2 separate regions of the Cricetulus griseus genome follow, and region 1 is linked to region 2. The links are chromatin contacts, called in public Micro-C maps. All regions are on one chromosome and are shown on one strand. Each heading gives the region's core, a stretch centred on a gene start, on an enhancer-like site or on the middle of the called end of the contact. The rest is flanking DNA. Distances are from core to core; before and after follow the strand shown. Region 1 holds the start of Smug1 (single-strand selective monofunctional uracil DNA glycosylase). Region 2 holds the start of Hoxc8 (homeobox protein Hox-C8).

Region 1 (6,677 bases), core at 972-3,471, 180 kb after region 2:
ACTGACTTCCTGCAAGCTGTCTTTTGGGCTCTACCTTCCTGATGGCACATGAGCACACACTCATAAATAAATAAATGTCAAACACCAACCCACAAAAGGCCCTGCTTTAGGGAAGAGGAGGGCAGGCCCATTGTGAAGAGGAGGGGACCAGGGAGGGGACCCAAGGGTGGGGTCTGAGGGGGGGGACTGCATCCCAGCAACCTGTCCTTGTCTCTGACTGAGAAAGCTCAAAGGTTAAGTACCTCCAGTTCTGCAGGAATTTAGCCTTCTATAGCTTGCCAGGTGGGTAGGCTACTATAATAGAGGAAGCTGCCTGCAGGTCCTCAGGCCCCATTCCCACCCTCCTCCCAGAACCGGGGAAGCAGGGAGCTGAGGTCTTATCAAGCCATTTCCTTGTCTCTGTTCTCTGTGTCTGCCTTCCTCTATCTGCAGAGAAATGGGTATGTAGATTTCCCCAAGGTGTGAGGAGGTAGGAATATGAGCATCCATGGACTAAGGCTTAAACCCAAGACCACAGAGGTCAACTTTTGGGGTTGAAACCCACTTAACTGGAGGCAGGTGGCAGTTTCCTAGCCTTCCAGCTCTGGTGTCCTCTGCTCCTGGCTCTAGATGCCTGGGGTACCCAGGAGAGGGGTGGGCTGCTTTGCTTGCTTAGGAAGCAATTATCTATCAGAGGAGCCGTCAGCTCGCTGAGGCTCTCTTCTCACTAATCGGATTTCATCAGGGCCCCGGGCTGGGGGGAGGGGTGCTGAGTAATTTGGCTTGATGCAGTGGTGGGAGATGTCGGGGCTAGGAGGCTGGGCAATCTGTCTGAGTGGTGTTAGAGTTGTCCAGAGCAGTTACCCCGAGGGGACCACACAGAAATCAGACAGACAGCATTTGGGGTGGGGGGAACTGACCCCCAGGTCTTGGAGTGAGAAAAATGGATGTTAGATTTCGATTTTGCAGACTGAGAATGTCTCCTGCCACTGAGCTGAGCAACTAGGAAGAGAAAGAAAGATGATAAACCGGGGAGCGAGGCCACAAAGCCAAGAGGAAGGGTGAGACCCAACATGTATACCACCCCCTCCCCGCTAAGTCCCACCCCCCACAGCCGCCTGTGTCCACAGCCAGCAAGTCACAAAGGAAGACTTGAGGCCTCCTGTGGTTCTTGAAGACCACACTTAACCCTGTCTGTCACCTGCCTTCTCCCACAGCCTCCCTGGGCCTATCTTCCCTTTTCTGCCCATAGGCCCCAGTCCTGTGTGGTGTCCTCCAGCCCCACCCCCACCCCCACCCCTCCACTCCTCACCTCTATTCCACAGCGTACAGAACAGTCTTCAGGAAGCCAGCAACAGTAGCTAATCACTGTTGAGTCTCCTCCCACACCTGATACCACAAAAGTGCTTCCAGCAGGACTCACCTCCCTCTCAGCCCTCCCCACCTTGGCCTTTCTTTCTCATGGCCCAGTGCCACACCACTCTTGTCCCTTGCCTGGAATTCTTCCCATGCCCCAAACCCCAATGCCCAATTCTCCCCTATTGGAAGGTTCTTTGCCTGTACGAGGCTGGAACCAACCCATAGTTCAGTGTGTCTGTTGGTGCTTTAGGGCTCATGGCTTTGCCACCCCGTGTGTTCCTGGATGTTGGCACTTGCTTCTCTCAGGGCACAGCCAGGCCTTTTGCCTAGTATATGCTCAGTGAATCCCTGTGCAGGGCTGGGATGGTACCCTGAGGGGAGTCCTGACTTAGCAGATCCCAGGTCCTGGGTTCTACCCCCAGCAAGAAAGGAAGAAAATAGCAGAGTGGGCATAGTGGCACACACCTGAAATCCAGCACTTGAGTGGTGGAGGCAGTCAAGGTCATCCTCAGCTACACAGTGAGTTGTTATTTATGAGACATTGTGTCGAAAACAACGTGCCAGGTCTGGGAGTCCTGTCTGCCACGTGTGTTCAGCTGCTCCCCAGCCTTCAGGGGAGGAGGGAATGTCAGAATCCTGGGCACACACTCCTTCACCTTTTCGTGAGGACACCAGGCACAAATCACAAGCCACAGGGACTCCTTGCTCAGCGGGTCAGCCGCCTCTCCTGCCACCCAGTACCTCCATGTCCTCTTAGGTCACATCTCTTGGGCAGGGTGGTGTGGAGAACTGCCCCACCCTCACTCCGTTACTGGCAGGTTGAAGTAGAGCCCAGGCACCCTAGGCACCAAGCGGAACCGGATGCAAACCCGCCCCAGCCCTCACCCAGGAGGGAGGACGGCAGAGAGGTGGGCCCCGCAGCCCAAGCCAGCTTGCATATATTTGCATGCTATTTGCATGTGATCAACTTCATGTTCAAAGCCTGGCCCTCTCCCCATGCGGGCGGGCCTCCCCGCACATCCTCCTGGGTGCGGCCAGGGTCCCCGCGCCCCCCGCGCTGGCCGGGCCGCGCAGCCGCGAGCCTCGCGGAGGATCCCAGCCCATTGAGGCCGCTGATTGATGGCGCTGCCCTCCGTGTGAACCCGCCTTTAATACCGAGGAAGTTATGAAACCGCCATACATCAGCGCCCGCCGCCCCGCCCGGCCGCCGCCCCGCCCGCCGGCTCCTCTTCAAAACCTCATTTGGGCTCCGGCCGCGGGGCTCGCAAGGAGGGGGGGGCGGGACCCCGCGCGCCCCCCACGGCTGCATCTCCGGACCCATTTAGAACTGCTGACATTTTATCTGTGTTCCATACATCACTCCGTCCCCAGCAGCCATCTCGCAGCGAGCGGCGGGGGGGGGAAGTGGGGGGGACGACTGGGGTCTTGAGCTGAAGATGCGAGGAAGCCGGGTGGAGGTGGGGAACCGCCGCTGCCCGCACACCCCTTCCCCACCTGAGAGCTTGTGCAGGTGGCAGTCTAACAGGGGGTGTGCCCTGTACAAGTGCCTGCTGTCTTTTCTTAGGGCGGCTAGGTTTTGTTGCCCATTCTCCTGATGAAAAGTATAATGGTCGTTTAACCTTTCTGTGGACCTCTTCTAATATTTGCTGCACACACACCCCTTTCTGGGAAGTCCTTCTGAATATCTAACCATTGTGCCTCATGCTGCATCATCTTGTTTTGTTCTTGGAAGATAAGAGAGCCATGTCGCCTCTCACATGCTTTAAATCCTTTGTTACAAACCCCTAATAGTCCAATTACAGCCACCTGCCCACACTCTTGAGTTTTACGAACGTGATAGAAGGCTAGGCCACTAGAAAAGGGGAAATGGAGACCCAGACTCAACAAGAAACGAAGCCAGGACACAGGGCCCCCGAGGCAGAACGCAGTGACAGACAGCTAGGTCTGGACCAACAGACAGCGGGCAGAGTAGGAAGGAAGGGGGATGGGAGAGAGGCGGGCAGACAAAGAGAAGCACACAAAGCGCTGGACAGGCAAAGGGACTGTGGCTGGGGACAGGCAGACAGCCGAGAAGCCGAGACAGCTGCGCGTCCGCCGGCGGGCACGTGAGCGAGCCCTCCCGCCTGTCCATGTCACTCAAGGCTCTGCAGGAATGTGGCCGGGGTCCCTGGGGTGCTACGGCTCTTGAGTCTGCATCTTGGTCATTTTCCTGCGGGTCCTTCCCCAGCCCCCTAGCTCACCGTGCCTGCCCTCCTGTCTCCCCTATCTGTGACCCTGGCCCAGTCCCCGCACCTCATGGCCTGCCCTTCGCCCTGACTCAGGGAAGCAGACATCCCCCGGACTCCGCCAGAGAAGGCCAAGGGCAGCTCGACTGCGCCCAGGTCCAGCCAGGCTCAGGGCTGGGAAGCGCGGGTATGGGCTCATCCAGGCCCAGAGGGTGGGTGTGGTCGGGGCGCATTTGCATCTCATTTGCATGTGTGAGTTCCCATTCCTCCCCTCGGACTCTGCAGTCCACCCCCCACCCCCCACCCCCGCCTTGGACTTCAGCAAGGCCCGGGTGGCCGTGGAGAGGTGAGGAAGGGCAGGCGGGAGCAAAATGCCTAATGGAGCCTGGGGGAGTCACTGCTCACTACAGCACAAGCTCACCCCCACCCCCGCCCGGGAGCCCTGGCTGCACCGTCTCAGGTCCTCTGTGACAGTCTCTGGCTCCCCACACACAGTATAGCCCAACTGAAGTCAGCCGCCTCCATGAAGCTGTCTCTGGCTACACAAGCCCCAGGTGCTGACCACTCCATGCTGAAAGGCCCTTCTAAAAGTGTCCTGGTCTGGCCTGTCACCAAAGGATGGCACAAAGCTTACACAACTTATAGACCTATGGTAGTCTCTCAAGTAGGACGGTCTTCCCCGCACGCCTCCTATGGAACCTGGTAAACTCCAGCGCATCCCTCAAAACCCAATCAACAGTCACTTCCCCTGGGAAGCCTTTCCTGACGTTCCTCCTAAACACACCACTACCTCCAGCACCAGGCAGGGGCCGCACACCCTGGGCAACCTTCCCGGAACACACCTCTTAGAGATGCAGCTCACATCTCCTTAGCGTGCCAAGCCACCAAGTAGGGGAACACCCCAGAGGAGGTCTGGAAGGAATAGCAACCAAGCGAGCCAGGACCAGGCTGGGGTCCCGGGTGCGCGGGGGACGCTTTCTGGTTTCCTGAATGGTCCCTTCTCACGAGGAAGCATGGAAGGGCAGGGCCAGGTGGGGGGAAAGAAAGAAAAACTGGGGCTGCGTGGGGAGAGTGGGTCGGGGAGGAAATGAAGAGGAGCAGAGAACCCAAAGCAAGAAGAGAAGAGGCGAGCCGGGCGGGAGGGCGGAGCCCTGGGGGCTGGGTCGGTGGAGGGCGGAGTCAGGGGGAGTGAGCCTTGACCCTGGCTGGCTTAGTTCCAACTGGGCCTGGTCTCTCCTGCCTTGGTTTTTCGGTTCAGTTTGGTTTGGTCTGGGCTTTATTTGATGGGGTTGTCCAGTGTGACCTCAGCTGTCCTGGAACTTGCAGTGATCCTCCAGGCACAAACCACCACACAGTTTTTCTGCCTGAGAAATGGATGCATCTCCCTCCTGCCCTATCCCCGACCTTGGAAGGAAGATGGGGCAACAGAGGGTGGTCACCTGCCCACCGGGACAACTGAGTGCGCTGGCCGGCTGCGTGGCTTTGTAGCCCTCACCCCGGCTGACTGCCGGCCTCTATCTGACCGTGTGGGCCTCCAGCGCACACCGAGTGACTGCGAAAGCTGATTCCTTCCCCTGACCCTGGCAGAGGGCTCAGGTGCTCATGGCGCCGGCGTGTCCATGGTCGTCCTTTGCTCAAAGAAACGCAGTCAGTGCAGGTAACTGGACTGCCACTACCTGCCACTGCCCCTCCGCTTGCCGTGGGGGTTTAGGTGGGGGGCCTGTGGGTCACAGAATACTCTCCCTGACCCTGCAGAACCAGAGCCTAGCTCCGGAGGGACAAGCCGCTTTCCTGCATTCGCCAAACCCTGTAGCTCGTGGCCCTGTGAGGAAGTCCCTCCTGGTACCTAGCTTACATCTTTCTTGATACTCTGTTTTCGAAGCCCAGTAGTGACAAAGCAGAGCAGAGCTCTGGTGCTCTGAGGGATGGTGGGCAAGAGAATAGCTGTTAATCTTGGCTGGGGGGAGTGGATGTGGGAACAGACGAGAAGAGAGGAGGAAAAGGAAGGCCCGGCTAAGGACAAGGAGGGGAGCACCAGTAAGGCAGGGATGAGGAAGCAGCATCCACCACCTCCTCTCTCCCTCCTTTGCAGTTGAAATGGAGGGTAGACAACTGGAAGGACTTACTGACTGAGACATGGGAGGAATTCTGGGATAGGAAAATGAAATCAAAGTCTGCATGGGTCTGGCAGCATCCGAGTTGATGCGGACCCCTCGGTGGCAGCTGTAGGGGCAAGAGTTGGGGTGACCCGAGGTGCAAAGAAGCTCTGCGTGCAGGCATCGCAGGGGTCCTCACAGCACCGTCAAGAGAAGGAAAAAGCCTGGCCCCAGAGCCCCCTTGTGGCCACTCAAGACAGGACGCATGGTGCTGCCTGACTCAGACTGGCTGTGAGGCCTGGGCAGCTGCCAGAGAGGCTGCTGCGGTGTAAGCCCCGCGTCTGGTCAGCCTCAAAAAGGAGGACACAGCTTAACGCCTTGGGTTCTCATAGCTACCAGACCTTGGCACATCTTCCGTTGGGCTTCAATTTCCTCTTCCATCCAAAGAGATCAAATTGATTTTGAATGATTCCCACATTGGAGGACCCCGTGACCCCAGCCCTAGGGGGAGAGACTGAGGCTGGGGAAGCCACTGGCCTCAGATTCGTTGCAATCCTCCTGTTTTCGTCAACTGATGAGATGATCAACTGAAACTACCATATCTGGCCTACTGTGTTAAGACTTCAGCATGTGGGCCAGGCGGTCGGTGGTGGTGCACGCCTTTAATCCCAGCACTTGGGAGGCAGAGGCTGGCCTGGTCTACAGAGCAAGTTCCAAAACATCAGGGCTAAGCAGAAAAACTGTCTCAAAAAACAGAACAAACAACAACAACAAAAAGGCTTTGACATGTGTTGAGGGTAAGGGCTCAGCTACTGGCCACAGGGGTGCAATGGACTCTACCCCTCTATACCTCTCCCCTGCTGAGACCTTTGCAGGGTCCCAGGAGCCCTTAGAGGGAATTACAAAGAGACCCTGAAGACTCAAGTCCTCCTGCAATGCCTTCAAGGCAGGGTGGTCTGTAAGTGGTCTGCTCAGCACCACGTGGGTGTGTTGGTGGTCAGTCAGGCTGGCCTGGGAC
Region 2 (6,330 bases), core at 2,435-4,934:
AGAAATGCCACTTTTATGGCCCTGTTTGTCTCCCTGCTCTGGGTTCTGAATGGGGCCGAACAAAACAGCAGCGCGGAGCTGGCTAGACGTCTGGGCTTAATTGTTTTATGGTTTAAATAAGGTGGACACTCTTTCCTTTGAAATAGGATTATAGGAATGTTTTGTCTATAGCCCACAGAGATCAGGATCTCTCTAGCTGAGAGGGAGAGGTGAAGAGCGTGCGTTAGGGTTGGGCTACAAACCAGGGGTGGGGGCAGTCTGGAACAGTCAAGAGTCCCACCCTGAAGTCTCACAGGCAGCGGTGGAATAGGCTGTGCATCAGGGTAAGAGGGACAGAGAGTGCTGGGAGCAGAAAGTCCTGAGAGCTTCGGATGGGGTAGTATATTCGTGTGCAAAGGAGTTTCTAGATTAGAAAAAGCCTGGATGGAAGAGATTGCAGCTATTCCTTTGCAATGTCTCTTTATTACAAAAAGGAGGGTTACAAAAAGAGGACAATGTGGAACATTTCACAAGGTTAACTTAAAGAATTTAGAAAACCAAAGAACAGAGGCAACTACCTGCCAAGGAACCTCTCTCCTTTGCATCGTTTTAGAGGCTTCTTCCTCTCAACTTGCCACCTTTCAGCTCGGCCTGGGACCTCTGCTGGCTTTTCCTCAGTCTGATTGCATTGGAGCAAGTGGACACGAGGTGGCGCTGTTGCTCAATGTTAGAGGCAGAGGTGCCCCCAGACCGGCCTGGCCTAGTGACATTTGAGGCCAGATTGGAAGCTTCGGCCAGAAAGCCCCTGGCTTCTGCCGGCTTCGGCCCCACTGCCTCTGAACAAATCAACGCTCTCACCTGCGAGGTGTAAATAATTCGTGAGTGGCAGCAGGAGATGGGCCCTCGCTCTACCGGAGAGTTCAGGAGGCGAAAGAGGGCAGGCATCAAAAATAATCGCTGGTGGAGATAAGTAAGGAGCAGGTAATTAACCCAAAAAGGCGGAATGACCCGAACAAACGAACATAAATCCGTGGTACCTAAGAGGGTGATGCAGGCCTCGGGTAGAGAGACAGAACTGCCCGGCGAGGACGGCTGTTTGCGGCTCCTTTATTTCCAGGCTCAGAGAGCAAAATAAACCAGATACGTGTAAAAGAAAAATAAATAAACGAAAGATGAGAGAAGCTTCCAAAGGGGAAACCAAGTCTGACCAAGGCTTACAGGGCTGATGGGTTCCCCGGACAGGCGGTGGTAATGGCATGCTCTGGACAGCCGCATTCCAAGACACAAAGGCCCAGAAGAATAGCTCTGTAGCAGGGTTTTTTGCTGGATCATAAAATCTGGAAATAGATTCCCCCACCCCTTAAAAGATAAGGCACAGGCCCCAGAGAGGATCCGGACCCTCTGAGCCTCCTCTTTCCAGTCAGAGAAGAGAAAGTATTTATGACAGCCCCCATGGTCAGATGCTAGGAAACCAGAATCCACTCTGTTCAGCTCTACACTGAGCAGACTCTCTCAGATCGACAAGGCTGGAGCCAAAGATGCAGCAGGCTCTGGTGGGTGGAGATGCTCTGGGGTGCCCCCCATTGCTCTGGACCCTAGTGAGAGTTGCAGCCCTGACACAGCACTTCTGGACCTTTCCCTCCTGCTGCTTCAGAGCTAGAGTTCTGTGTCTAGGAGTTTGGGCAGTTCCTAAGTTCAATAGCGGTGAGTTTCCTAAATGCTAAAGATCCCAGTAGATAGGGTCTCTTGCCAGGGTATCGGTGAATCTCCTTTAAGATTCTGACTGAGAGTCATCATTTCCCCAATAATTACTTAAATAATAAAAGGACAGAGGAGAGCTGCTCTTTCTATCCTGTCTTGCCCTGCTATTCTTTCCTCTATGCCCAGAGCCCAGAGTTGGTTCCAGATGGGGATTGGAAAGAAAAAGATCTAGTTTTCTAACCATGTCTTTTCTTGCCCAACCCAGGATGAGGAAAACAAAAAGAGGAAGATTTTTTTCTTGATGCAAAACTTACAAATGTATATATTTATCAAGCATTCTGTGCATGTGCCTGGAGAACACATGTATGTACGGGGTCTGTGAGTCAGGAAGGCCATGTCTAGGAATGTGTATAGCTAGTGTAAAATGAACATACACTTGATATGTCTCTGGGTACCAGGATAGTATAGTATATACTGTGTGTGTGTGTGTGTGTGTGTGTGTGTGTGTGTGTGTGTGTTCTGATTGTGCTCCAGGGTGGCCTAGTAACAGCCTCACATACTGAGGAAGAAGACAGGAAAAAGCATTCTTATTCATCTTCATTCACAAGCACAATGGCACACACGCACACACATTGCTCTCATGCTTTCTTCTCTTTTCTCCCTGTATTAAGCCCACATACCCGTAGACACTATGGCCAGGGAAGGGTGTTGATGGACCAAGGTTATTTTTTCCATTAGAATTAACTTGAATTTGTCCAGTCTTAGGCATAGGGATATGTGCCCCCCTCCCCAAAAGCGTGGGTAAATATTTAAAGAGTGTCTGTTGACAGTTCCCATCCACATCCTGGCCCCGGGCAGCCTGCCTGGAGAAGAGGAGGGAGCAGGGAAGCCTGAGGGCCCCTCTAGGTTGAGCTGGCATTTCCTTTGGGGTGGTGGTTTATGAGAACCAGTAAAAGGCCTACTCCTGCTCCCTTCAACCCAGCTATAGTCTCCTAAACAGAAATGTCTTGGGTTAGGCTAGGCAGAAGCCTGGACACACAAGCTATTCCTCTCTATCCCCCATAAACAGCTTTGCTCCCAGATTCTCCCAGCCAAGCTTGCTTGGGTTTCCTATTCCTTGAAGGAGCTGCTTTCTGCAAGGGTAGTGTGGTCTTGCTAGGGTACCTGGAATGCCCCCCCCCACTCTACCCGTAGCAGTCAAGGGACAAGAAGAGTCTTCAAAAGACAGGGCAGTTTCAGACCCTAGGAAGAGGCCAGAGGCTGGAGGGTCTGCCGCCTGAAGGGTCTGGGTAAAGTCCCCAGACTTCAGAAACCTCCAGGTAGTTCATCTTCCCGGTTAAAGGCTCAGCCCTGACTTACATAGGCTCACCCACTGGGGTCTTCTACCTGTTGAGGTAACCTAAGTTGACCTGCTGGCCCAGGTATCTCTCAACAAGGAAAGAAAAGAGGGTGCACCTTCAAACTAGAGTGCGCACCTTAGAAAAGCTGGCCTCAGCCATTAGCTGGGGCTGGCTCGCCACCCCCTACACACACACCACACCCCCATCCCTCCCCTCTCCTCCCTCCCTCTCCTCCAGGTCCCCCCTAGCCCTGAACCCCTCAACCCTCTCCCCCCTCCCTCCTCTCTCTCTCTCTCTCTCTCTCTCTCTCTCTCTCTCTCTCTCTCTCTCTCCTCTCTCTTGCTCGCTTGCTCACTCGCTCGCTCTCTCGCTCGCTCGCTCGCTCGCTCGCCTGTCTTCATGTCGTGGATTGATGAACGCGAATCGCGTGTAAGCGCCGCCACCGCCGGGAGTCTGAGGAATTCGCCTGGGCTGTTAGAGGAAAGAGCTAAGTGAGAGCGCGCGCTCTACCTACCGACAGTGAGCAGAGCCGCCGCCGCCCGAGCCCTCAGCCGGCACCGCGCCCCCACCTGCCCAGCCCCCAGCCCAGCAGCCCAGCCCGGGGGAGCCGGCCAGCTTGGGGTTCGGTCCCGGGGGGAGGGGAGTTTCGGGGATACCGGGCGGGGGAGCTTGAGCCAAGGGGAGGGGGCCGCGGGTTTTCATGCGCCCAGCATGAGCTCCTACTTCGTCAACCCCCTGTTCTCCAAATACAAAGGCGGCGAGTCCCTGGAACCGGCCTATTACGACTGCCGGTTCCCTCAGAGCGTGGGCAGGAGCCATGCGCTGGTGTATGGGCCCGGAGGCTCGGCGCCCGGCTTCCAGCACGCCTCGCACCATGTCCAAGACTTCTTCCACCACGGCACCTCCGGCATCTCCAACTCGGGCTACCAGCAGAACCCGTGCTCGCTAAGCTGCCACGGAGACGCCTCCAAATTCTATGGCTACGAGGCGCTCCCTAGACAGTCCCTTTATGGGGCTCAGCAAGAGGCGAGCGTGGTGCAATATCCCGACTGTAAATCCTCCGCCAACACTAACAGTAGCGAAGGACAAGGCCACTTAAATCAGAACTCGTCTCCCAGCCTCATGTTTCCATGGATGAGACCCCACGGTGAGAAGCCTTTTCTCTTTCCCTCTTGGTCTCCCCGCGCTCGGGGTCTTCCCCCCTCCCTCGCCTCCTTTTTGTCTGCCCTTGCTTTCCTTCCTGGCTTTGGGGGTCTCTTCCACTCCACTCCCGTGCCTGGGTGGGTTCCTGAAGGTTGAAAAGGCTTGGCTGGGGGTGGAGCGGGGGGGGCACCTGAGACATTGTGAGTGTTGGGGTGAAGGTGGGGGAAAGGTGATATGTGGGTGCAAAGGGTTAAAAACCATTTACTCCATTCCTTCTCTCTCTCTCCCCCCCTCTCTCCCTCTCCCCAACTCTAAAGTCAAAGTTGGGGAGATGGCTGACAAGGGCACCCTAAGTAAACTGAGGTTATCAGTCTTTGGGGTCGATAGCCAGTTTTCCCAAAGACAGTGAGCCAGCCATTCCAAGACAGTGACCAGACTGTGGGTGGAAAAGACCCTTTGCTGTCTCCCCCTAGCCAGAGAGAGGGGCAAGACCCTAAGGACAGGCACTCTGACTCCCTGGGTTCTCCCCCTTCTTCCCCTCAGAGAAACAGTCTGAAGGCCGCTACCCCAACTTTTCCTTACTTCCTCCAGTTGCACAGGAGACTGAAAGACTGAGAAGAAAATCAGTGCTCAAAAAAAGAGAGAGGGACTATACAAAGTAGGGGCTTCTGAGGTCCAGGTGACTAGTCAGGCTATGGGGTCTCTTGGAAAGCTGCTCGGGTCATGAGCCCCTCCAAGGGTGGCCCCTCATGGCCCAATTTCGAAGTACAGGGGGAAGCGATAACGACAAGTTCCGGCAGGGATGGCCCTTGATTTATTTGTTGGTATCCAGTTAGTAATCAGGCAGAGCTGTGGTACATTCCAGAAGATCAATTATTTTTCTTATTGGAAAAGCATTAGGCAGAGATAGCCAAGGAGGGGGCAGTGGGCAAATACCCCTCTCCTTTAACTCCAGTCCTTTTCCTTTCTCTTGGAAACAGAGTGTGTTCCTAGGCCCGCTTACTAAATGTCACTCTGCACTTGTAAACAAAGCTGTAAGGAAGCTGTAAGGGCCAGGCTGTAGGCCTGAAGGACCCTGCAAGGCTCCCTTGACCCCCTCAAGCTCTTACTTTTCAGTCAGGCACATCCTTGCCCCCCCCCCACTCTCCCTCCTCCCAAGGTGAAGGAAATCAAACCAAAACATCTATGGAAACTTTTCCTGCCCTTGCTTGCCTTCTGCTGTCGGCCTCATAGGCAGGAGGAAGGATTGGAAAGAGCAAAGGGGGAACTTTGTGGGAGGCAGAGTAGCTATGTAGGGGGGCGGGCGGGAATTGAGCCCCCACCCAGACATAACCAGACTGGGGTTCTGTTCTGTCCAGCTCCTGGGCGGCGCAGTGGACGACAAACTTACAGCCGGTATCAGACCTTGGAACTAGAGAAGGAGTTTCTCTTTAATCCTTATTTGACACGAAAGCGCCGGATTGAAGTCTCTCACGCCCTGGGACTGACCGAAAGACAAGTGAAGATATGGTTCCAGAATCGGAGGATGAAGTGGAAAAAGGAGAACAACAAGGATAAACTGCCTGGGGCCCGAGATGAGGAGAAGGTGGAGGAAGAAGGGAATGAGGAAGAGGAGAAAGAAGAAGAGGAAAAGGAAGAAAATAAGGACTAGCAAAAAAGAGAGAGAGAGAGAGAGAGAGAGAGAGAGAGAGAGAGAGAGAGAATCCCCCCCCAGCAACTCCCTTGAAGTTTCGTTTTATGGTAGCAGATAAATTGAGAAGTTTACGACTGTCATTTGCTTTTATAGAGAATAGAATGACACTCACAACTCTAACTACCTGTCAGATACTTGCAGCTCTACTTTTATTACCTTTGGACCCCCCCTCTTTATTTGTTTGGGGGCGCTGGGGGGGAGACTGAGACACAGGGAAAAGTTCTGTCCCACTCCATGGCCAGCACACACTCACCCAGCACACACTCACTTGTCCTTGCTTCTCCCTTCTGAGCCCTTCCTGAATTTTAAGGTCTAAGCCTTCTCACACACCCCACTTCCCCCCACACACCCACTTCACTGCTCCTGGTATTTATTTCAAAGGGGATCCCCCTGAAGATGTAGAAGATGGTTCTTGGCTTTGCTTGTGTGCTAGCAATTAGAATACTGGATTAACCGTTTTTTAATGAAAGAAAA

The links. A called contact is a pair of places that touch in the nucleus more often than the background predicts.
Region 1: a Micro-C map of the CHO-K1 cell line shows a contact between it and region 2, with 2.8 times the contacts expected there. The contact joins the promoter of Smug1 here to the promoter of Hoxc8 in region 2. A contact is called at or near these places in 4 of 8 Hi-C or Micro-C datasets (the CHK-Q cell line, the CHO-K1 cell line and fibroblasts).

What each region holds. Positions count from the first base shown.
Region 1 is chr2:399,545,210-399,551,886 of CriGri-PICRH-1.0, forward strand. Smug1 (single-strand selective monofunctional uracil DNA glycosylase) reads right to left here and starts at 2,222. Exons shown (of 7, transcript XM_027396772.2): 1 at 1,804-2,222.
Region 2 is chr2:399,361,954-399,368,283 of CriGri-PICRH-1.0, forward strand. It overlaps Hoxc8 (homeobox protein Hox-C8), which reads left to right and starts at 3,685. Exons shown (of 2, transcript XM_027396754.2): 1 at 3,685-4,167; 2 at 5,522-6,330. The coding sequence starts at 3,732. The coding sequence ends at 5,814.